2 separate regions of the Zea mays genome follow, and region 1 is linked to region 2. The links are chromatin contacts, called in public Hi-C maps. All regions are on one chromosome and are shown on one strand. The core of a region is the stretch at or near the end of the contact, and the rest is flanking DNA. Distances in the headings are between cores, read along the strand shown. Region 1 holds the start of LOC100216871. Region 2 holds the start of LOC100278646.

Evidence for each region. Hi-C and Micro-C count contacts between places; a contact is called where the count stands out from the background.
Region 1: a contact with region 2 is called in a Hi-C map of ear, with 2.6 times the contacts expected there. The contact joins the promoter of LOC100216871 here to the promoter of LOC100278646 in region 2. A contact is called at or near these places in 2 of 25 Hi-C or Micro-C datasets (ear and leaf).

Annotation. Positions count from the first base shown.
Region 1 is chr4:146,532,519-146,538,621 of Zm-B73-REFERENCE-NAM-5.0, reverse strand. It overlaps LOC100216871, which reads right to left and starts at 3,862. Exons shown (of 2, transcript NM_001143260.1): 1 at 3,091-3,862. The coding sequence starts at 3,844.
Region 2 is chr4:146,387,539-146,393,535 of Zm-B73-REFERENCE-NAM-5.0, reverse strand. It overlaps LOC100278646, which reads right to left and starts at 2,305. Exons shown (of 1, transcript NM_001364472.1): 1 at 1,643-2,305. The coding sequence starts at 2,159. The coding sequence ends at 1,938.

The DNA.
Region 1 (6,103 bases), core at 2,613-5,112, 140 kb before region 2:
TAGAATGCCCAAGATATGCTAGTTATGGAATAAACATAATTTAGTTTTTCAATAGAAACATTACATATTTTACAGGCGCTAGTACTAAATTCAGTTTTCACTTGTCCAAAGACCCCCCTACACGATGGCCACCACAGAGCCACGCCGCGCGCTAGGCGTAGGAGGAGGACCACGTTTGGAGATGCCAACAGCCAGCTCCCGGTAGCCTCGGCCGGCACGCATGTCGTCGAGCCGTCTACATGCCACAGAACAAGCATGACACGTCGGAGTGCCGCACCACGCATGCTAGAGACTTTGCAGATGCAGAGGAACGCGCGCCGGAGACACTTCAGACAATCCTTCACAGCCGGAGATCCATCTGCCCGAACGTCAGAGAGCTGTCGTGCGCCGGAGATCTGCCCGCGAGCGCCGGAGGCAGGGACGGTCGCGTGCCATAGACAGCGACGCCCACAGCGGAGACAGGGACGCCCACAGCCGGGCTTTGGGGAGGTGTGTTGCCAAGGAAGTTGCGGCCCGAGATAGGGACGACCGCACACACCGGAGACGTACCGGAGACAGGGACAACCACGCCGGATTTGGGGAGGTGCGCCACCAAGGAAGATGTCTCTGGCGGCGGCGGTGTCAGCAGACTCACGGTTTCAATTCAGGAACTGAAGACTGGATGAAGGGGAAAGAGAGCGGGCCCACTTGTCAGAGCAATGGGTCCACCTGTAAGGCAACTAACGGACGGAATGTCCTCCGTGAGGTGAGTTCTGAGCGTAAGTTGAAGACAGGAGGGGAAAACTGAGTAGAGGATTTAGTCAGGGGTAGAATTGAGGAGGATGGTCACACTAGTGGGTGAATCGTAAAAATCCCTAGAAACATCTCATCTCATCTCATCAGTAGGAAGAACAAACTAAACAACAAGCTCTGCAACCTGGAGGGATGTACCCGATGGTGCCCTTGATCCCGACGCTCCAAGTGCTGCTTCCTCCCGCCGACTCGCTCACCATCTTGTTACGGATGAACCGTGCGAGGCCAAAGTCCGCCACGCGCGCGACCATGTCGCCGTCAAGGAGGACGTTGCTCGGCTTCAGGTCACAGTGCACGACGGGCGCCTGGCCGTGGTGGTGCAGGTAGTCGAGAGCCGCCGCGACGTCGAGCGCGATGTCCACCCTCTGCGTCACGGTCAGCCTCCTCCTCCTCCTCGGCGCCCCATCCTGTGGATCTTGCCTATGGTGGTGGTGTAGCCACACGTCGAGGTCCCCGTTCGGCATGAACTCGTAGACCAACGCCTTGAAGTCGTTTCCCTGGTGGCCAACGCTGGAGCAGGCGGTGACGACCTTGACAAGATTCCGGTGGCGAACGCTTCTCAGGGCACGGCATTCGGCCAGGAAACTGTGCTCGGCTCCATGCTGCCGGAGGTCAATGACCTTGATCGCGACTTCAACTTGCCGCGCACCTGGGCTCAGGAGGATCCCTCTATAAACGGACCCGAAGCTTCCCACGCCTATGAGATTACTCGGGGAGAACTGGTCAGTCGCCTTCTGTATCTCCTCGAACGAGACCTGCCAATGCTGGTCCTCCGCCAAAGGGAGATTGGCAGGGGCCCTTTTCCGCCGCCTCATGACCAACAGGAGAAGACCACAAAAGGCAAGGAGAAGCAAAGATGTAGAACCAACAACAGTGCCTATTATCACTGCTAGTCTCCTTGGCCTCCTGTTGTCAGCGTCGTCGGGCTCTTCGTCTTCGACAGTGGGGCATGGCGGAAGCTGCAGAGCTGTAACTCCCCCACAGACCTTGTTATTACCAGCCACGGAGAACGCGCTCGCGTTACCGAAGACGCCCGTTACCGGAACGGAGCCTTCGAACCTGTTGTACGACAGGTTCAGGTAGTTCAGGCTCGGCCAGTCGGCAAAGAACTTCGGAACAGGGCCAGATAAGTTGTTCCTCGCGACGTCCAGCTCTTGCATTCCTTGCAGTCCACTCAAGGACTGCGGGATGGCGCCTTGAAGAAGATTGTCGTTCAGCTGAAGCTGCGCTAGCTCCACGCACTTGCCTAGAGCTGCAGGAACGTCGCCGGATAGCTGGTTTACTGACAGATCCAGCAGCACTAGGTTCGTCAGTTTCCCGACCTCTGATGGGATCTGACCAGTGAGGGAGTTGTACGAGAGACCGAGGTAGCTGGTCAGAGAGGAGAGGCTGACGACCTCCGCTGGTATCGAGCCGGTAAGCTGGTTGAGCGACAGGACCAGGCTACCGATGTTCTGCAGCTTCCCCAGGCTCGTGGGTATGGGTCCCTGCAGGCTGTTCTTGAACAGATAAAGTATGGAGAGGTTTGTCAGGTTCCCCAGCGCAGGAGGGATTCCCCCGGAGATGTTGTTCTCGGACAAGTCTAGAACTCCTAGGCTGTGAAGCTCCCCGATCGATGGCGGGATGCTGCCCGTCAGCAAGTTACCCCTGAGAGTGAGTATGGTGAGGCTCGAAAGCTTCCGGATATCCGTAGGAATCGCTCCGTGGAATCCGTTGTGTGATAGATGAAGCTTCTGCATCGTGCTGGAGAGGTTGACGATGGAAGGCGGGAGCACGCCTCGGAAGCTGTTGGAGTCAAGGGACAGGTAGAACAGCTTGCTGCAGTTGGACAAGGAGGCGATCAAGTCCCAGTCATCACTTCCCCACCACTCGTCCTCCAGCCGGTTGCTCTCCACTGTTAGCACCTCGAGATCCTTCAGGCTGCCTACTTCCAGCGGCAGGGCCCCTTCAAGCTGGTTGTCGCCGAGCTGTATGTACCTGAGCAGCGACGCGTTCCCTATGGATCGGGGGATTCGGCCGCGCAGCTGGCAGTCGTTGAGGATCAGGTTCTGGAGGTTTGGGAGGGTGGCACCGATATCAGACGGGAGAACGCCTGAAAGAGCCTTGTTGCCGGACAATTCGAAGGTGGCAACTGATGAGATGTTGAACAGGCTTGCTGGGATTGTGCCGCTGAGATGGTTGTAGGCTAAATCAAGGGAGCTGAGCGCCTGAGCCTTGTCAGCCGTCCTAGAGAGTCTGGTATTTGGCCACTGAGTCTGTTAGTGTCAGCAAACAAGTCGACGAGCGATGAGAGGTTACCGAGAGACGCCGGAACACTTCCTGAGAGATTGTTCAGGTACAGCCCCAGGTACGTGAGCCTCGAGAGCGAGCCGAGCGACTGCGGGATCGCACCGGAGAGCTGGTTGGAGCCGACGTCCAGGACCTCCAGCCTCTGCAGGTGGCTCAGGTTGGCTGGGATCTCGCCCACGAGGCTGTTGTACTCCAGCTGCAGGACCAGGAGCCTGGAGGCGCCGGCGAGGGATCCTGGAACCACGCCCTGCAGGGAGTTGTGCCGGAGGTCCAGGTACGAGAGGCGGGGCAAGAAGCCGAGCTCCCGGGGGATGTTGCCCGACAGGAAGTTGTGCGAGAGGTTGAGCGTGCCGAGGAACGTCAGGTTGGCGAGGAAAGGCGAGACGGTGAAGGTCAGGTTGGCGGACGCCAGCTCCAGCGAGGTGACGCGGCCAGGGCGCCGCCGGCGGGAGCGGCACCCCACGCCTCTCCAGCTGCAGACGCCGGCGGTCGTGTTGCCAGCGGCGGTCCATGAGGTCAGCACCCCGTGAGGGTCGCCGGTGACGAGGTCCTTGAAGGCGAGCAGAGCCTGCTGGTCGTCGGCCGTGGCGATCAGCAACGCCGCTGGTGGAGGAGAGGCAGTAGCAGAAGCAGCACCATGTGCGGCGGCGGTGGTGGTATGGCTGCTGCTCAGCATGGAAGCAGCAGCGAGGAGCAGCACGCACATGGATTTGGTCGCCTGGTAGGGGAGGGGGAGACACGCTCCAGCTCTTTCCGCCTCCATTCTTGCGTGCTGTTCAAGTTCAACCATGTTTGATCTTGACGACGTCTACATAATGTCCTTGTTCCTTAAAATCCAACCACCAGAGCTCAAAATATCTCGTGCAGTTGCGTGGTTGTGTCGAATCCTGCTGTAGGAGTTAAACGCCTCAACGCCCAACCGTAGGAGATCCGCCGACTCCATTCTCTAGAGTTAAGAGTCTAGACTAGACCAGGAAAGAACGAGTCTGAGGCTTTCGGTTTCATCACGCCAGTTATCAGGCGCACGCCACGTCGCCGCCTACCAAGGTGGCCTTTCCTCTCCTCTTCACGCCTTTTTCGACACTACGAAGATTGCAGATACAGATGTCCAGCTCCTGAACAAAAACGCCATTGAAAATGTGCTCCTCTCTGTACTCTTCTGAGTTCAGCTTTGTTACCGTAGCAGTCTGAGTCAACACTTTCACACAAAGTCCACTCTTGAACTGATCAGAAAATATCGTGAGTTATTATTTAACTCACTTATTTTGTTGTGGTTCGTTTTATCACTCAAGGTCGTTTGAACGTGACTTAAAATTTTATATTTTCAAATAAATATTTTGAATAAGACAAGTGGTTACAGTTTTTTTTAAAAGTCAACGCATGTAGTATTACTCTGTGGGTTGTGGTGAGAGTGTGGCCATGCTTCATTCACCAGACATACCGGCATGCCACGTGATGATTTTACCCGCGTGCCGCAGCCCAGACACGGCACGTCGACCTGGTAGCCGTGCCGGGCCGGATCGGTCCGTTAATCTATCCACGTTGTCTGATTAAATCAGAAAAATAGCAAAAAAAACGTGCGAAAGGGGGATTCAAACTCACAACCTCCTGGTCCAAGGCTGAAAAACACTACATGAAGGAGGCTAACAAGTAAAACTCTAGTGTGTTGGTTGTAAATACTAAATATAAAATATAATATATATATATATACACACTAAGTTTTGCAAAATAAAAATATAATCGTGTCGGTCCGGGTCAGCACTACGGGTCAAGTCAGCGGCCCAAACACGGCACGACTTTCATGCCGAGTCCAGCCCGACACTATTAAATGAGCCATGCTTTGGCCAACCCGTCAGTCACAGCTCATTTAATCATCTACTAGGTAGATGCCCGTGCGTTGCAACGGTATACAAAATATTCAACAAATTGTTAGTGCACAAAAAATAACACCACATATTTCAGTTGCACCAAAAAACGATACATTCCCCGCTTGCAAGGTTAGGGCCACATTTTCTTCCTACTTTGCACCTCAGCGAACAACAAAAACCAAAGAACCATACAGTCGATAGACGCACTTGCACACTTGAAGAAATAGTTAACCATGGCATGGAACTCATCAGTTATCCTCTTGTCAAACCTTTAGGAAATGCAAGCATGTTAGTCTAGGAAGAAATGTAGCTTACGCCAGGTAAACCTGCTGATTTTTTGGGAAATAGTTAACCATGGCATGGAACTCATCCCCACGAACAGAGAGCATTCCCCAACATCTCCCACCAGCAACCACAACATCTTCTTCCCCATCTCTCTGTCTCTCACGCTCAACAAGCCACGCTAAGAACTGGTGGTACCGGCCACCAGTCGGCCCTCCCTCTCTGGCAAAAATCACGGCGAGCAGCGGCCCAATCCTACCTTCTTCATTGATCGGCAGTTGAAAAGGGAGAGGGAGAAGTGTGCATATCACAGGAAGATTACCACACGACGACTGGAGACCACACTACAGGAAACACCTAAATTTTCGTGGGCCAAAAACCCACGAAAATAAGCCTAAACTGATGAAAATAGCATATTTTCGTCGGCAGGCCGACGAAAATAGCCGCCGAAAATAAGTTTGACGAAAATAGGCAACTATTTCCGTCGGTACCGACGAAAAAGACCTATTTTCGTCGGCTTTCCCAAGGCCGACGAAAATAGTTGGTCGACTGACTATTTTCGTGGGCCCGGTGGTGGCCGACGAAAATACGTGCCCAGGCTATTTTCGTTGGCCCGGTGGTGGCCGACGAAAATACATGCCCAGGCTATTTTCGTCGGCCCGGTGGTGGCCGACGAAAATATGTTCTCAGGATATTTTCGTCGGCCACCACCGAGGCCGACGAAAATTGATGGTTCCCCCCCCCCCAAAACAGATTTTTCTGCACTTTTTATTAATTCACAGCAAAATACACAATATCACAATTCACATATACAGATTCACAAGCAAAATACACAATTCACAAAACACATTCACATATACATAAATAGTCCA
Region 2 (5,997 bases), core at 1,056-3,555:
TTGCATATTAAAACTAGGAAACATGCAAGATCTCACATACGAAATGAATTATCTGACGCAACTTCATTTTGTCTTGTAAAAAAAAACAAAAGTTAGCAATGGCTCGTGCCCAATATATGAACCATGACCAACTGACCCAGTTTTAAGAACCTAGATGGCAACAACCTCAACAATTATTTTTCAATATATACATACTTATTTATTCAGTAGGGGTTTCCCCTTCCTGTTCCTTTTTCCTAAAAAAGAACCTGACTGATTCCATAGGCATTGGCAATGTCATGGGCAGTCAGCTAGACCAGTAGTATGAGAGCATTAGGGGGGGGGGGGGGGCTTTATTTTAAAAAGGAACCTTAGTTACCTGATTGATTCCATAGACATTGACTATGTCATGAGCAGTCGGCTAGGCCTGGTAGTACAAGAGGCCCATTAAGGTTATGGTTAAAGGTAAGACTAATCATCTTGCTTAGAAGTCAAGTAAACCTCTCCATCTATACAAGGTGGAGATAAATAAAATAGAGGCAAGAAAACAAATGATATATTATCCCAGTCCCCTTCTCCTATCCCTGCTCTTGTGGTCTGGCTGCCGCCTATCAGCTGGTTGATTTTGGGCTGCTTGAGCGAAGACCATCCAGAAAAAGAAACATGGAATGGCATGAAAATGGAAGTGGCTCTACCCGGAAATGCTGTTCAACAATTTTGTAATAATATACTAAAAAACATCAAAGCAGGTATTGTAGGTGTGTAAGCTCACTGTATGCGCCACAACTTATGATCAGTGGCAATAATACATGTTTAAAGCCACGTCAATTTATTTTAATTTGATCTTAGCATCCACTCAATTCTGATTTCTGAATAAAACTTCAAGAAGCAAATGAAGCTGGGGTTGACGGATTCCAATCCATTGACTCAGAACAAAAAGTTGTGGATGAAGCTTGTTACCAAAAGCCTTTCAATACCAAGGAATAACAGCAATTGTTAAACACTATGATACAGCCTAACAGAAGCCAGGACAGATTTCCAATGTTTAATGTTGGCGTTGTAAGTGTTTTTTTATTAATAAGCTGAAAAAACAGTGCAGCGAGTTTTGTTGTGTCCTGACTCCTGAGCTCAATTCATAACCCTGCATGGTGATGCTTATGGCAATTAGAACTAGGCATGCACTCCCAATTTTGTTATCTCCCAAGCTCAATTCAAACCCTACTATCAGTGACTGTTATGCTACTTGGAAACAATGGTGATGCTTATGGCAACTAGAACTAGGCATGCTCTCAGTTTTGAGCTCTGAACCAAATTTCTAGTAGACAGTGTAACTATGCAAATTCTGATTTGATGAATGATGAAAAAGTTTCTGTGAAGCAGATTTAAAACTACCCTGCAATACCAAATTTGCATACTGATGCAATGCTTCCAAAAAAATGTGCCTATGCTAATGTGATATTTCCACTTCGACACCAAATAATCAAGCATCTATGAATTGTCATCACTAGCCGGTTAAATTGATGACAAATGGAAACTTTCAACACAATATGTTAACTAACCACAAATTCTATAAAGCAAATAACTCACAGCCTACACAATTCGACAAACAGATATAGGCATTTAACAACCTATAACAAGTCATCGAGTAACAGAGACAGAATGATAACAAAGGAAGGTTCATTAGATCATACAGATGGAGCCAAAATAACAACAAAGACGCGGAAGAACACATGCACAGTGATCCACGAACCATGGGGCACAAAGGTACTTATATTGATCCCTGTGCATGTGCATCCACGAACCATAGGCCACAAAGGTAATGTTGATCCCTAAACATCTTCAGATTGCCCAAACGAGTCTGAATCGATGCGCTAATTAAGAGACCCCATCACGGTATCGACATAACACGATTCGCGATCCACGAACAACATCCGTTACCGAACCGGGCGGCAGTTCCCTCAGGCGAGGTCGTCGTCGTCGAAATCGGCGCCGTCGAAGCTGTTGAAGAACCCGGAAAAGGGGAGGGGCCCGCGGGCATCGCCAGCGCCGCCGCGGGCCGCGCGGTGCGGGGCGAAGAACATCTCGCCTTCCCCGTCCTCCTCGTCGAGGAACCCGGCCCCCGCAGCGCTGAGCGGCGAGTCGTCGATGTCCATGAGCGTCGAGATGGCGTCGTCCTCCATGGAGTGGGCGGCGGGGAAGTGACTAGGGTTCTGGCCGTGGTGCGGGGGCGGTTGGTGGCGAGGGTGGAGCTGGTGTTGGGCGGTCTGGGGTTAGCTGATATTTCCGGGTAGGGTAATTCAGGTAATTAGAAATTTGAGTAATAAAATTATGATTCGAAATATCTTCAGGAACTTGAAGCACAGCCTTAAAGGGAGAAAATGCAGACGAGATCTCTCGTTCGTTCAGCTAGCAGCAACTACAGGCCGAACCACAAGACAAACGAGAAATATGGAATTATGCCATTATGGAACGTGGGATTCGCCCGAATGCCATTATGTGCAAGAGCTTCGCTAGTGCACCATCCTCACACGTTGTTTACCGACAAAATGCCATTTATCACCTATTCGATGCATAAACAGAGGAGAGGGCACTTGCTTGGACCTTTTTGCCCCTGCTCCAAATCAAGACGTGGCTGACACCTTTGCTAGCATCTCACATTCGCTGGACCCGTTCACTCCTCCCGTTCCTCAACGGCGGCGGGAGCCGCTGCTGCGATTCCTTCGGCCGCTCCTCCCGTTCACTCTGCTCCTCCCCTGCCGCCGCTTAGATTGGTGCTCCTCCGTCGCCCTCGCTCGGTATTTCGCCACCGCCGTTGTGCTCAGAAGTCTGCCGCCGCCGTTCAGATTGCTCCTCCTCCGTCGGCAGTGGAGTCTCCATCCCAAGACAGCAACGCAACACAGTATAGGTGAGTAGATCCAGGACATCGCTGCTGCCCAGTAATTTATTCTTGCATTTTTTTTCAATCAGTTCAACAAATTACAGTACATCTCTGTAACCCTAGGTTACAGTGAAATCTCGCGTGCAGTTGGGGACAGTGGCTAGATGGAGTATAGTTGGAATGATTGTATGTACGGGTATGCTTCTACATGTACTAACTTTTTTTTGGAATCGAGCTGAGTGGAGAATAGAGCAGTGTAATTTCCCTAACCTTGTCCCCTTTGAATCCATTTTATATTTTATATTTTCAGCCTTGATGATGAGACCCCGCTTAGCTTAGCAATGGTAGTATATCCTGGTTCTCACTCTGAAGCTGTTATTGACTGGGATGCCCTACAAATTGTTGAGAACCAAGATGAGAAAGGTAGGATAGAAATCGTTGACGATGACAAAATGTATGAGTTGATTGGGTTGAGAGCTGAGGATGAAGCTGCTGAGAAGGTGGCTGAAGCTTTTAAGAGACATGATAATGGACCTACTAGTTATTGTGAAGATGAAACTCTTGGAGCAGCCATCCCTGTTACTGATGAAATTCCAGGAGAAAGGGTGATGGTGCATGACCCAGACAATCCTTGTATGGATATTGGAACAGTGTACTCCAGCATGCGTGAGTTCAGGCTAGCTGTGAGACAGTTCGCTATCAACGAAGAGTTTGAGCTAAACATCTATAAAACTGACCCAAGTCGATTTATTGGTTATTGCAAAGGAGAAGGTTGCCGTTGGCATATTGTGGGACGTAGACAGCATGATGGGAATACTGTTATGGTATAGTCTTTTGAGCCTATGCTTGCTTATATGTACATTTCCTATTTTTCATATGATATTGTTTACATGGTTACTGACTGAGATTCCCATTTGAAGGTAACAGTCTTAATTGAGGCCCACAATTGTACTTCTAGTGCTCGAAGGAAGACCACAACACCTACTAGTGCTTGGGTAGCATCAAAGGCTATCCATCATCTCAAGAAGGAGTCAAACATGGGCCCAAAGGAGTTGCGAAAAAGGTTGGAGGAGAAATATAAGTGTGAAATTCACTATGACACGGTTTGGAAAGGGAGGCAATTGGCTCTAAGAGAGTTACATGGCAGCTGGGAAGAGAGTTTTCAGATGCTATTCAATTGGAGGGCAGAGGTGTTGACTCGATCTCCGGGGAGTGTTATTGAGATTGACATTAAGGAGGTAGATGGCAAGATATACTTCCATAGATTGCATTAGGCCCTTGCATTCAAGGATTCTTGGAGGGATGTAGGCCATACCTTAGCATAGACTCTACTGCACTTAATAGTAGATGGAATGGGCATATGGCTGCAACCACGACTATTGATGGTCACAATTGGATGTATCCACTTGCATTTGGATTCATAGATGGTGAAACTGATGATAATTGGGTATGGTTCATGAGCCAACTAAAAAAGGCAATAGGAGATCTTCCTTTGCTTGCTGTTTGTACAGATGCATGCAAAGGGTTAGAAAAGGCAGTTAAGCATGTGTTTCCTCAGGCTGACCAAAGGGAATGCTTTAGGCATCTCATGCAGAATTTCATTAAGAGGTTTGGAGGTGACATATTCTCTAAGATGTACCCTACAGCTAGGGCATATAGGCCCGAAGTCTCACATTACTTTTTCAATCAAATTGTGGAAGCTTCCCCAGATGTGAAGAAATGGCTAGATACTTACCACAAGCTTAAATGGAGGAGGAGTGAGTTTAACCCTGCCATCAAGTGTGATTATGTCACCAACAATCTAGCTGAAGTATTCAACAACTGGATTAAAGATTGGAAGGATCTTCCTGTTGTTGAGCTTGCAGACAAGTGTAGGGAGATGATTATGGTGTTGTGGGAAAAAAGGAGGAGAATTGGAGACAAGCTTACTGGCAAGATCTTGCCTGCAGTTTTACAACAGTTAAAGGCAAGGACTAGAGGCCTAGGGCATCTATCTGTGACAAAGGCTGGTTACTTCTCTGCACAAGTTGAGGACAGCACAAACACACATAACAGACATGTAGTAAAGTCATATTTGCATGAGTGTACATGCCTCGAGTGGCAGCACACCGGCAAACCATGCCCACATGCATTGGCCCTGATTACAACACAAGAGAGTGTAGATGTGGAATTGGAGGATTTTGTGCATGAGTACTACTCAGTACAGAGGTTCAAAAATGCATATAAGAGAATAATTGAGCCACTGCCAGATAGGTCTCAATGGCCACATGTCGATCTGCCTTATATGGTTGGTGCACCACTTGACAAGAGAGGTAGAGGAAGGTACAAAAAACTAAGAATTAAGAGCTGTTTGGAAGGTGGGAACAACAAGGGGAAAAAAATAGCTAAAGAAAAAGGCAAGGAGGCTGACAAGGAAGCAGTCCTAGAGGCTGATATGGAGGCTGCAGGCCAGTCTGAAAAGGGAAAAAAGAAGATGATAAGAGGCAAAAGAAAGTGCAAAAGATGTGGAGAATTAGGTCACGGTGAAACTAGCTACAAGTGCCCATTAAACGGAACAAAGAAAAGGCAAGTGATGTTGTCCAAACTAGCTACAAGCTGCATTTTAATATTTTTCTCACTGTGTTGTCTAACATGTAGGAAGAGAAAGCCTCGCATGAATACAACAAAATATGGGGAGAATGCCAAGGTCCCCAAAAGCCGACAAAGATCGGAAAATGATGCTGATGCTGCTGTCCATGTTGACAAAACTATTTTCCCCCAAGTTGAAGGTGTTGTCCATGATGGAGTTGTTTTTCCCCAAGTTGAAGCTGATATCCATGTTGAAGGTGGTGTTTTTCCCCAAGTTGAAGCTGATGTCCATGATGCAGAAGCTGTTATTCCCCATGTTGAAGGTGTTGTCCATGTTGAAGGTGGTGTTTGTCCCCAAGTTGAACCTGCTGTCCATGAAGTAGGAGTTGTTGTTCCCCTCGTTGAAGGTGTTGTCCAAGTTCAGTCACCTCCCAAGTCTAGAACTCCTAAGAAGATCCTATCGAAGAAGCTCACACCAAGGAAGCTGAAGAGGATGTAAACCTTGTTATGCTGTCCAAGTTAGAACTTAGAAGTGGACCTTGTTATGCTGTCCAAGTTGAACTATATTTGGA